Regions from separate parts of the Mus musculus genome. Here region 1 is linked to region 2. The links are chromatin contacts, called in public promoter capture Hi-C maps. All regions are on one chromosome and are shown on one strand. Each heading gives the region's core, a stretch centred on a gene start, on an enhancer-like site or on the middle of the called end of the contact. The rest is flanking DNA. Distances are from core to core; before and after follow the strand shown.

Region 1 (3,568 bases), core at 899-3,398, 2.8 Mb before region 2:
CCCTCATCTAGTCACACAGAAGCAACTAACACTAGTGCAGCACCTGCCATACATCATAAGCGCTGGGTATGATAGCTTAAAACTCATATAAAACCACATATATTTGTGTAAGGTGCTCTTACACATTAACTAGACACATCAGAACTATCGAGGATATTTCAACAATAAAGCTTCACCAGTACTTACCCAGAATTTAAATCCTGCAGAAAACTTACAAGGAAATAACACTAAATAAAATATAACAGATGTGTTTCTTGCTTTATATTTTAAAGCACTCCAAAAATTTTATTTTCTGTTTTGCTATTATATTTCTATTATAAAAATAAAAATAGCCGGGTGGTGGTGGCGGCGCACGCCTTTAGTCCCAGCACTTGGGAGGCGGAGGCAGGTGGATTTCTGAGTTCCGAGGCCAGCTTGGTCTACAAAGTGAGTTCCAGGACAGCCAGGGCTATACAGAGAAACCCTGTCTCGAGAAAAACGAAAAAACAAAAACAAAACAACACAAATAAATAAATAAATAAAAATAGGGAGATACTGTTGAAAAAAGATGTTACTATAAAGTAGAGTTGTATCTCCTAGCATAAGATTCTGTGTCCCAGCTGTCACCCATTCATTCATTCATTCCGATACTTACAAAGTAGCTATTTATGTGAGTTATTGTCTAAACACTGCATATAGGAATAGGATTCTTTCCTCTCTTTTCAAGCTGATAGGAAAGCCTGCTAATCAGCATGAACCATGAGATAATGTGATAAGCACTGACAAATCCAAACAATGTGTACTGAAAACACAGAAGAGGACACTGATGCGCAGGATGGAGGGCACTTGTAGGGATAAGTATGTAAAGATACGTACATAAGTATAGCTCCAAGACAAAGCCTGAAATGCACCCACATTGGCAAGGGTAACGTAAGCCACTGTCTTAGTTAGGGTTTTACTGCTGTGAGCAGACACCACGACCAAGGCAACTCTTATAAGGACAACATTTAGTTGGGGCTGGCTTACAGGTTCAGAGGTTCAGTCCATTATCATCAAGGTGAGAACATGGTAAAATCTAGGCAGGCATGGTGCAGGAGGAGCTGAGAGTTGTTCTACAGCTTCATCTGAAGGCTGCTAGGAGAATACTTTCTGCTAGGCAGCTAGGACTAGGGTATTAAAGCTCTCACCCACAGTGACACACCTACTCCAACAAGGCCACTCCCTGGGCCAAGCACTATAAACCATGACAGCTCCATCCAGCAATGCACTGTTTGGTGAAAGTGGAAGAAAAAAAAAAGTAATGAGGTTCAAAGATTCAAAATAATTAACGTCAAACTCTGGGGACAAATCTACTTTTCATTTAAGAAATATTACCAAAAAAAAAAAAAAGAAAAGAAATTATTACCATGTAAAACACCTTGGGAGCTGGGGGGGGGGGCCATATACCACACGTTAGCAATGCTAGGGGGAGGAGAGAGAACCTTTAGTAACGCAGACAGGGTTTCTCTCTGTAGCCCCGGCTGTCCTGGAACTCACTCTGTAGACCAGGCTGGCCTTGAACTCAGAAATCCGCCTGCCTCTGCCTCCCAAGTGCTGGGATTAAAGGCGTGTATACGTAACTACTTCCCACTAGAGGAAAATTCTCACAAAGGACGTAGAGGTATGTGCCATCTGCAGTTCTGATCCTCACCAGCCCCGTGTGGACGCAGCCGCCTAGGCGGAGAGGGAAACCGAGACCAGAGCGCTGGCCTCCCGCCCCTTTTACTGCTCGAAAGCTGGCCAGACCCAAAGAATCCGGGAGGAGGCCCCTTCCTCTGTTCCAGTTCCTCTCACCTCTTTGTATGTCCAGCTTGGTTTCGCGGACATAGTTGTCAGGGTTTCGGCTCAGCATTTTCACCTTCATCTTGGCGGCTCTGGGTGTCGGACTCCACGAGCCTTTAAACCGGGCTCGACTTACCGGGGCCAGCACGCAGACACACTACTTCCGCCTTCCGCGGGCTTCCTGTCACGTGGCTCCGCAGAGTGGCAGCCGGATGGCTCAGCTGGACCTCGCGGCGTTCCGTAGTCTCTCCGGCTAGGAGCTGGAGGGGGCGGTCCTTCAGCTGTCGCTCGCGTCTTGACCCGAGGGCGAGCGCGCGCAGCTGTGGGCGGGGCCAGGCCTGCTGGGCGGGGCTAAGCAAGCTCCGCTCTGAGGTTTCTCCTACTCCCCGCTTTGCCGCGGGTGTGACTTGCCTGCAGCAGCGTCCCGGGCTCCGGTCCCGGAAGTGGGCTCGCGTCCTGCGGTTCCAGGCCCCGGGCCGCGACAGTCGCCACGGTGGCGGCCACTACATCACGCCCCACGTCGGCGGCGCTGGACGCCGTAGTGTCGACGAACCCGGAGCCCATGACAGGCCAGGGCCAGTCGGCTGCCGGGTCGGCGGCGTGGAGCGCGGTGTTCCGCCACGTCCGGTACGAGAACCTGGTGGCTGGCGTGAGTGGCGGGGTCTTGTCCAACCTGGCGCTGCACCCGCTCGACCTCGTGAAGATCCGCTTCGCTGGTAAGAGCCTGCCCACGTCCCGGGCGGCTTCCCTTGCTGCCAGCCCCAGCGAAGCACTTACACGCAGAAGAGACATTAGTCTCCCCAGACTCTACTACAAGGGGGAGAGCCCCTAAGATGATGCTGTGCACCCTGCGTTACCTGGAGCTAGGATTTAGGAAGGGGACCCCGGCTTTCCCTGTGTCTCCTAACCATAAAGGATAGGGAAAGTGGGTGAAGTTTGAGAGAAAGGAGGTTGTCACATTTGACCCTCATGTTCACGAGTCATTCACTCTTTGGGGTAATTTGAAGTCTTAGGGCAGCCACGTGTTTGGCTGTATAAAGTCAGACGAAAGTACAAGTGTGTGAGCCGGTGCTTTGTCACCTTCGGAGAGTAAGGTCATAGTTTGGGATTAAAATATTCACTAAAGTTTCTTTAGTTTGCAGTATTTAAAAATATGCATTGTCTGGTGAAGGAAGGAGGAGCTTCTACACTCTAAATAACTGTATTAAAGTGTGAATTAAGTATATGGAAATTAGCACGGCATTTTAGGAATTAATACCAAGTTGCATTACATAGGTGAGCCTTGGTAACTATTTAGAAACCATTTCTGTTATTTCATTTATTACAAACTAAATTTTTCCAGAAAATCAAATCTTTAGAGATGGATTTAGTAGAGCATTCTAATTTTATTCGATTTACTTGATGTATGTGTCTTAATGTTGAACAGTGGAGTCGAACTAAGAAGTACCAACAGTTTCTTATCGTTAGGAAACTTAAAAATGTAATTACCCTAAGATATATAAAAGGATTCTACACAACATGAAATCAGTTGCTAAGTAGAATAAATTCAAATACAAAATAAGAGCACAAATAGGCTATATAAAAAGACTATATAAGGAAAGCTGGGGCTGGAGAGATGACTTAGCCTTTCCACAGGACCCACATTGAGTTCTCAGCACCCACTTTGAGCAGGTGGCTCCCAACTGTCTATAATTCTGGCTTCAAGGAAACCTAACATCTCTGGACTCTGCCAGCACATGCACATACCCACCCAGGGGCACATATGAAA
Region 2 (3,848 bases), core at 610-3,109:
TTCTCTTGGGGGAGGCAGCCAAACTTGAAGTTGTTGTCCTAAAGGCAAAGGGTATACAGCACAGAGAACAGAGTGATATTTAGAGGGCATAATAAATGGGACTCAGTGAAAGGGACCAAAGACAGGGTGTCTGTGAGAACCCTGGACTTCTGGCTTGGCTCTGCTTGGATGAGAGAAGTAAGGGTTGTTTTAGATAAGCCCCTGTCTATCTCAGACAGACTTGAGCTATAGGTTTGTCTTAAGGTTCTGATGCTGCCACAAAACACCATGACCAAGAAGCAACTTGGGGAAGGTTTATTTGGCTTACACTTTCATATCACTGTTCATCACCGAAAGAAGTTAGGACAGGAACTCAAATATGGCAGGAACCTGGTGGCAGGAGCTGTTGCAGAGGCTGTGGAGGGGTGCTGTTTACTGGTTTACTCCTCATAGCTTGCTCATCCTGCTTTCTTATAGACCCCAGGACCAACAGCCCAGGGATGAAACTATTCACAGTGGGCTGTCTCTCCATCAATCACTAATTAAAATGTCCTACGGCTTCCTACAGCCCAGTCTCATGGAGGTGTTTTCTTCATTGACGATCCCTTCTCTCAAACGACTTTAGCTTGTCTCATGTTAAGATAAAACTATCTAATACAAGATGCCTCCATAGATTCAAGTGGAGATGTCCTTCAGGTATATCTCTCTCAGGATATGCATATTGGACTAGTAAGTAACAGCAGACCCTTCCAATTTCTAGGAAGACAGAAATTTAATTTCTCAGAACTATGATGACTATAGAGAGTACAGGACCACTGTTATTCTGCACAATTCTTTACTCAAAACCCTTACCAGTCATTACTCCATTTGTACTGCAAAGCTACTCTTGCACTATCCGTAGGCTTAAAGTGTCCTGTAGATTATTGGGCATCGAATGCAGCCTTTTGATAGCATTTTAAGGTATACACATAATGGCTCTCAACTTCCAATAAATGGAAATCATATCCATACTTACTCCCTTTAAGATGTATGGTCAAAGACATTTAGCCCTAGATCGCCTAGCCTGTTTCTAACTGGGAAAAATTTACTGTGTTACCAAAGAGGCCAAGTGGGGTTTGAAAAAATATGGCTCCTTGGTGAGTTTCTAGTTTAGACACACTGAAATAAGGATCGAGTGATATATTTAGATTAAGTAACAGATGGTGGATGGACATTTTGGCATCCATCACATCCATTTCTCAGGATTCTAAGGAAATGATCTAAGTCCCCAAGAGAAATAAACGGAGAGGATGGGATCAGGACAGGAAAGGGATCTGTTTATTTAACTAACTCTATACCAAGTCTTATGTAGGTGAAAAATTCAAAGGGTGTCCGACTGGATCAAAAGCTGGAGGGGAATGGAAGACACAGGCTGGGCCAAAGTAACTCCTACTGTATCAGACATTGATAAGACCTGAGATATTTCTTTGGGGACGACTCGGCTCTGCTCTCCCGAGGGTTGCCAATCAAGCAGGTGAACAAAGGATTGAAAAGCTAAGTCAGGGTCCTGTCGCTCAGGAAGCGCTCCACTTGGAACGCGGCTCCCGCCGTCCCTTCCTATCACCTCACGGAGACGGGGTCGGGGTTACAAGAAGGGCGTCTCCCGCCCCACTGCCCGGCGCGTTCCGAGTAAGTCGCCGCCCGCGGGAGGGCCGGCGGCGAGAGCGCGCAGTGCGAGGCGAACGTGCTGGAGCCAAGGAACCACCGCGTCCCAGAGATAACCGCGGCTGGTCGACGTGGGGCGGGGCGGGGCTTGACGCCAAGACGCAAGGCGCGCTGGGCGGGGCTATGCCGGGTGGGGCAGGAGGGAGTGGAGGGGGCGGGGCCTGGGGGCGAGGGCGGGGGAGAATGGCAGTTGCTGTGTTGGTTCCCGGCTGCGACGGTCCGACTGGAGTCACAGAGGGGAGTTCGGGAAAGCGGCCGCCCGCAACCGTTCCACCGGCAGCTCTCGCCCTAGCTGAGAAGGTTCCGCGGCGGTGCTGAAAAGTCGTCCTCCGTTCTGCCTCCGCTTTCTGCCTCCGCGGGATGGGCCTGCTCGCCAGCCGCCCCGCGCCGCCGCCGCCCTGAGGAGCTGAGGTACGGCAGGCGCCGGAGCCGCGGGAGCCGGGCGGCTCCCCTACGGATGGGGATTCAAGGCGCCGCTCAGGCCTCGGTCTGGGGCCGGGAGACCGTTGCGGCCGTCTCCGGGGTGCGGGCCGGGGCGTGGGGGGCCGGGCCTGTGGCCCCGTCGGTGTTGTGACTGTCCACGGCGCTGCCCCGAGCGTTCCGGGGCGGCGGAGCGGACGAGACCCGAGGGCGGCCGCCGTGGGGAGGCGGCGGGGGCGGAGCGCATTCCTGACGGGTGAAATCGCCTCTAACGGGACGCTTTCCGGGCCTCGCCGCACACTGGGCGCCGCGGACTTCGCCCCCGAAGCCTGCCGCCTGGGGCCCGGGAGGGCGGCGGGGAGATGACCGCCTCCTTCGGGAGCGGAGATCGCGCACACAAGCAGGCACCGGCGCGGAAAGCCGTATAGCCTGGGGATGAACGGGGGTCTTCCGGACTCCACGTCTGGGGTTTTCCCTGCCCTCACCCCGAGTGAGGCCACCACTTTGAATTGCCAGTTTTTCCTTCGGTCTGGGATTCCGCTCTACTGTCGCTCTCTTCTCTTTTTCCATTTCCACTAATGGGAAGAAGTGGTTTAGGTTCGTTAATCCTGAGACAAGGGCAGCAAATAAAAGAGGGAAGAGAATGGTGAAGGCTATATATGGGAAAAAGAAAGGTTTAATTTTTGCTTGTTGGCGCCCTTGGAGATAGAAATACACGACTGGTGCTTTACTTTGTGTAGGGTTGAGAATGTCGCAAAATGTTGGTAATGATAGGACGGCCTTTAAATGCAGCTGCAATTTTCAAACCTAGGGTTGGCTATAAAGGCTGGTGTAAAATGATAGCAAACGGGAGGTATGAAAGCGGGCCTTTCCGTGGTTGGTGCCTTCAAAATATTTTGATCTTCCTCATTCTACTTTGTGTATGTTTGTGTATACGCACGCGTACCTGGCAGTCTTTGATTATTTAATATTTTAACCAGAATTTCTTGACCCTTTTCATTGTATGTAGTGTGACGAGATACTTGTCTTTTTTTCCCTTTCCGGTTTTGCTATAAACCGGTCTCTTTGCACATCCTAGTGCTTCTGTTTGTAATTCAAGTCATTTCCATATTTGCTTGCTTAAGCTTCTTTAACACAGAGCTGTCTGTATTGAATTAAAATGTAAATATTTAGAAAATGGCTATGTCCTTACTTTCAAATGTTCTTTACTTGGTACATACAATTTCATGGACAAAGAATTGGTATTAAGTCTTGGGACTTACTAAACCAAATTATGCAAAACAAAAGCAAGATATATATATATATATATATATATATATATATATATATATATATTATACAGTGTAAGCTTAAATTTCATGTGACCATGGAAAGATTTTAATGTCATTGCAAGGTGTCTTTCTGAAGAAGAATGCATATGGCAGCTAGCCTGAGTGTATTTTTTTATTATATCATCGATTCTCATTCTAGAACCCCAGTAAGGTTAATTTTTTTAATTGCAGAATTATTTTAGAAGTTGAAACAAACCTATTCATTACTAAAATAGCTGCATGAAATACCTCATCTTGGAGATGCCTTGGTTGAACATTAGAATTAATATAAAGAATTGTTCATTGTACTGTTGCCTAGCAAATGTTAGAATTTCATTTTGAATATTTGTGGCAATGTGTTGGATTTTTGGTGCCTTTTTTAATCTGGCAAAATGACAGTGCCATATTATCTTCTACTTAAGTGTTTTTGAAGAT

The links. Promoter capture Hi-C pulls out the DNA fragments that hold promoters and counts their contacts.
Region 1: a promoter capture Hi-C map of pre-B cells shows a contact between it and region 2, with 9 times the contacts expected there. The contact joins the promoter of Slc25a32 here to the promoter of Rnf19a in region 2. A contact is called at or near these places in 3 of 39 promoter capture datasets (the C10 cell line, liver and pre-B cells).

What each region holds. Positions count from the first base shown.
Region 1 is chr15:39,111,296-39,114,863 of GRCm38.p6, reverse strand. Slc25a32 (solute carrier family 25, member 32) reads left to right here and starts at 2,148. Exons shown (of 7, transcript NM_172402.3): 1 at 2,148-2,516. The coding sequence starts at 2,363. It overlaps Dcaf13 (DDB1 and CUL4 associated factor 13), which reads right to left and starts at 1,990. Exons shown (of 11, transcript NM_198606.2): 1 at 1,813-1,990. The coding sequence starts at 1,882.
Region 2 is chr15:36,281,158-36,285,005 of GRCm38.p6, reverse strand. Rnf19a (ring finger protein 19A) reads left to right here and starts at 1,859. Exons shown (of 10, transcript NM_013923.2): 1 at 1,859-2,094.